Regions from separate parts of the Acanthopagrus latus genome. Here region 2 is linked to region 1. The links are chromatin contacts, called in public Hi-C maps. All regions are on one chromosome and are shown on one strand. Each heading gives the region's core, a stretch centred on a gene start, on an enhancer-like site or on the middle of the called end of the contact. The rest is flanking DNA. Distances are from core to core; before and after follow the strand shown.

What was found. Hi-C and Micro-C count contacts between places; a contact is called where the count stands out from the background.
Region 2: a Hi-C map of muscle shows a contact between it and region 1, with 4 times the contacts expected there. The contact joins the promoter of gramd2aa here to the promoter of trip4 in region 1. A contact is called at or near these places in 4 of 4 Hi-C or Micro-C datasets (liver and muscle).

The regions. Positions count from the first base shown.
Region 1 is chr4:5,815,270-5,817,969 of fAcaLat1.1, reverse strand. It overlaps trip4 (activating signal cointegrator 1), which reads right to left and starts at 1,392. Exons shown (of 13, transcript XM_037096255.1): 1 at 1,195-1,392. The coding sequence starts at 1,274. LOC119018796 (neuronal acetylcholine receptor subunit alpha-7-like) reads right to left here. Exons shown (of 10, transcript XM_037096770.1): 10 at 1,970-2,700.
Region 2 is chr4:6,003,180-6,005,879 of fAcaLat1.1, reverse strand. gramd2aa (GRAM domain-containing protein 2A) reads right to left here and starts at 1,251. Exons shown (of 12, transcript XM_037096440.1): 1 at 930-1,251. The coding sequence starts at 1,069.

The DNA.
Region 1 (2,700 bases), core at 143-2,642:
GTTATTATTCATAAATCTTTCAGGTGCCGGGTTATCTACATGAGTTTTTTATAGGCCAACACCAATTGTAGTTATCAAGGGAAGACTGAAAACTGGTATTTGTGACAGAAATTTAAATTCTTTGCACCAAAATTTCTAACAACCATTGATGAAAGAAAGCTTAGTACAATTTACTTTTGTGCTGTTCTTAAGAACAATTTGGATTTTACTTGAGTATTTCCATGTTCTGCTACTTTATACTTTCTCCCCTCTGCATGTATTTAACAAAAGGAGTTACAAGTTAATTTCCAGTTTCAGATTATTCACCATTTACAGGCTACTGATTGTGAAGCGTTACCATCAGATATTGTGTGAGAGAATGTTGCATTAGAGCAGCACAAATATTGAATTCGTTTGATGATGTCCATGTGCTTCTGTGAGATTACATGTTGTTAAAAACATGTCACATTGTATTCAGGCTGTCCTCTTATTGAAAGCTGCTCAAATGTCTACTGTTCAAAATGCATTTTTAAATCGTGATCTAGACATTCATGCGACACAAACGACACAGATTAGAAGTAGTTACATCACTCAGGATGTCACCTTTAAACAGAAAAGTAATAAAGTCTAACATGATGGGAAAATAATCCATTATATGTTGTTTGTTTGTTTGTTTGTTTGTATCTCTCAAGTGGTGCTAGTTGTACCTGACCACCACTTGCAGACATTTAAAGACGCTGATGTCCTTCTGGGAGATCACAGGCTGAGTCAAAGATTTTAAGTTACCTAGCCTCACAACTTATTACGCAAATCAAGATTAAAACACAATCTGATATTTGACGTGACACACATACACATAAAGTGCGTCACTCAGGATGTGTCACCTTGACACGTTAGAGAATCATATCATTGGTTTGCAGTTATCTAATACACCTGTCAGAGTGTCTACCTGTCACTGTGACAGCTTGATACCAAACTTCATTAGCCTGTGGGTTGCTCTGTCACAGGAAAGCGGTGTATTTGACAAACACTCATAACCTTAACTGACATTATTAATATTTTAAGAAGTAGACATAATGGAGAGCTTGAACACAGTACGGTATGTTACTTCCAAGCTAGCGGCTTGTATTTGGCAGACTTGTGCATGGTCACGTTAGCATGTTGGCCGACAGTTCGTCACTTCAGTCTCACTCAACTCGCGTCAACATTTCTTACTGGACGATGTCTTCACACGCCTCCAGCCCGAACTTATGGTGCAGCTGGTCCACACACCACTGCAGCAAAGCCTCCGACATTTTGCCGAAGGACAGACTTCACAATCGGAGCTCGAAGCTAAGATGCGCCGGTGTGTCGTGTCAAACCAAAACTGACCGTGTTTCCAGTCGGTGACATAACAAAGGCGCGCACACAGTGACGGCGTAGTAGCAGAGAATCCCGTCCTGAAACATGCCGTGCTGTAATTAAGGTTCCGCTCAGGGAGCTGACGTTCGAGACACTTGCACACGATAAAGTCTCTTATCAGTGTATTTTTATTACAAGGTTTTGTAATGCAGTGAAACACAGAGTCAACACATTTCAGATGTATTCAAAATAAAATAATCAAAAGGAGAGCAGCTCTCAAAAGAGAAATATGAAACCAGGATAAGTTTTATCCTGAAAACCAAGTATCTGAATAGTTGCCGTTAGATTTCCCATCAAGAGAATAACAGATTAACCAATTTATCATTTTCATTTAATGTTTAGTAGTGTCATTTATAACTAAACATAATATTCCATAAGTTGTTCATATATTTATGTGCAACAAAAAAAAATCTTAGCTTATCTATCTCTCATGTTCACATTATCGGATATAACTATGTGTATTCTAATATCCAACATTCATTCTTCACTTAATCTGTATTTTGTGTAAATATTGTGAAGTGTGCCAGTAGGAGAATGTGGAGAAAACAGAGGTATACTAACAAAACACGATTGTCACAGCCGTTCAGTATGCTGTCACATTGTTACATAGAAAAAATCATTTATTTGTGAACTTGTTGACTCGATGAGAACAAAAACATCATACATTGAAATTAAGTGATGTAAAAAAAACAGAGTTGACCTCATGGTAACCCTTAAGTTATCACAAAATGATGAAAAATGAGTGAGGAACAATCAGTCAAACTAAGTGACTACATTGTTAAACTGAGGTGTTCAGTTAAGCTTTAGACAATAATCAATAATAATTTGTTTTAATATATAGGTGATTTACATCATCACAACTGGATATATGAGTATTCTTGTGATAGAACTGATACATTTCAACATACAGTGGTTGTTAAGCTTTATGTTTTTACAATTTAGAGAAGATCTTCTAAGATACAGTTTACAGAACAACAATACAGAGGAAACATCACATAACAAACGACTACATGTTTTGTGGTATTAGTCATAAGCCACTTTAAAAATCAAAGGCAAGAGCTGGTCATTTTCACAGCTTAGAATCAAAACGTTGCCAGAATCAAACGTTGGCAGTGTAACATTTCTGAAAACATCAGATACATTACATTTGTACTTTTCATATGTATCACATCAACATTTTTTTCTTTCGTGTCAGGAGAGTGATGAGATCACAGTTGGGCGAGACGGCTGCGAGATGAGAAACCGCAATGTGAGGAAACCACTGGAGACTTTTTTTTTTTTTTTGCCATTTGCAGCTAAAAACTGAGTATGTTTTAACCA
Region 2 (2,700 bases), core at 2-2,501, 190 kb before region 1:
CAATCGCTGCTACATCAGTGAATCATGGCTTTAGCAACACTTGAATCATAAACTCTGTGGTTTTTAAAATCCTAACCACGGCTGACTCACCTGTTTCCAAACCGCAGGTGTTACAAGGTGCATAAATGTTCAGTGTTATATGAGAGAAGAAATCTGAAAATACCACAATAAAACGTCAAAGTGATGACAATAAAGATGTAACAAAGAGACGGTGTAATCCCTTCACTTTCTCATCCATTTTAGTGCTTCATGTCTCCTTCCTGTGCATTTGATATCTGGAAACATTTAAATAGCAGCTAATGTTTAAAAAAATCAGTGTATATCACTTTAGAGTAAGTTACCATTACTTGATTCACTGTTTAAACATTTAAAATTTCCCACAGCCAAAAGTGACGTCTTTAAATGCTTCTGTTGTCCAACGAACAGTCCAAAAGCCAAAATCTCTTCAGACCTACCAGACCTGCAAAAACCAACTATAATAAAGACATAACTACATAAATAAATGAATTAAAGAAATAAAAATCTTATTATTTTACATTTAATAAATGAATTAATACCTGCGTTTTATGGCGCAAATAAATGCTCACTTTTAAGAAACTGAAACCAGGAAATATTTGACTTTTTTGCTTAAAAAAATTAATCGATGATCAACAAACTTAGTAAATAATTATCTTTTATTTAAATCTTTAATATTTATCCGCATACACTGATTCTTAAAACATGGAGGGACGTCGTCCTGATCTCAGAGTTGCCTCCTGTCGTCCCCAGCTCAAACTTCCCTCTCTGACACATCTCTCATCTCTCTAAATCTCCTCCTGTGATTGGCTCAGTTGCAGTAATGAATTGCTTTTACCTGGACGCACTTTGTGAGCAGCGTGCCACATACTCTCTACCTGCAGTGCACTTCCTGTGTGCTGCAGCTGACTGACCTGGCTCTGCTGGCTGCTATCCTCTGGCTGCAGTTACCATGAGGGTGGCGGTAGTGGGGGAGCTGGTAGTATCTGTCCTGGCCGGGGGCCTCGTCGGCAGGCAGGGCCTTAGGGCTGGCTGCGTAGATAGTGCATCCCATGAACACCTCCTGGAAGTCACCCTTAGTGTCCTACAGCGAGCGGAGGAGAGCCGTCCTCAAGGTATGCGTCCTCTGAGCGGCCTGTCCTGTCCTGATGCCAGCCAGCTGCTCTGTGGAAAAGCCATTGGCTCAGCACATTGCTATCTTAACCCCTCCTTCCCATCTGAATCTCTCCTCCAGCCAACCTCGCTCTCCCTCTTCCTCTCCCTCTCCCTCTCCCTCTCCCTCTCTCTCTGGCCCTCCTCCCTCTGCAGAGCACAGAGGATAATCAGATTTCACATTTACACTCAACAAAATCATCCCTGGCGTAATCAGTCGCTGTCACTGATGTTGCATTATGCTAATGCACAGAGCGTAGACTCAGTTCAGGAGCATTAGGGGCAGTTAAAAATATCCCCACTGACTGATAGAAGTGAATGTCACAGCAGAGGCAGATAAAGTGTGTGTGAGAGCTGCTGACAGCTGCTCAGGCTGCAACTGGGATGTTAAAGGTGCATTATGTAGTTTTAGGGAGAAGAGAAAATGATTCAGTCACTGATTTTCATGACGCAAAAACTGATGTTGCAAACACAGTTTATACTGTTTTGTTTTATTAATGTTAGCAGGACACCTTTTAACATTAAACAGTGTTCTGAAGTTATGAAGTTATTCATTTATGTTTGTGTAATTTGGTGTTAACTTTGTTTTCACTTTTGATCATGTCAGTGGAAAAACCTTCAACAAATTTCATATATAAGATGAACTGATAATTAATTGTTAAGACTGCAGACTATCAATTTAAGAAATTTCACTCAATCATCATTACAGTAACTCTTTAGTCGATCAGTATTAAAAGAAGGTAAACCACAACTTTCTGAGCCTGGGGTGATTTTGAAATTGCTTAATATGTTTGATCAACAGTCCAAAAAACTCAAAGATAGTTAGTGTTCAGTTAAACAGAGCTGAAAAAAGCAGCAAAGCTTCACATTTAAGAAGCTCCTGCCTGCAAATGTTTGACACTTCAGCAAAAATATTGACCTAAAAAAAAAACAAAAAAACAAACAAACTCAGACATGACTAAAATACTCTGTGTTGAATAATAATAAGACTGGTAGAGTTTCTGCATACATGCAGGCAATCATAAATCATAAGCTACCTCAAAATTAGATGTACTTTAACATCAGGACTGGTACGCACGTCAGTCTCAGATGTAAAGGCACCCTGTGGCGTTTTGACCTTGAGTAGTGCAGTTTGTGAAAGATAATGGTTTTATATTCCAGCTGATTGACAGATGGTGGCAACATGCTGCAATGCAGCAGCAAAAGTGGGATAGAAGACTGCAAGCAGGTAAGCAGGGATGTAAAGAGTGCTGGATTTAAGATGATGAGGGAAGAACTGCACCCAACATGTTTGTTTGACTTCAAAGATATTAGAATGTAATTACAACCTTTATTCTGAAGAGAAGAAAACTCCACAGGGTCGATTGTAACATGAGCAAAGCTTCAGTTGAGCATGTACAGTGTCTGTATTCTAATATGTATTCAGAGCATCATCTGTTCAGCTTCTCAAGGAAAGGAATACTACTTAAAAAAAGCACACAGACCAGAAACAATAAATCAGTTAAATGTTCACGACCCACTCAGACCTCAACT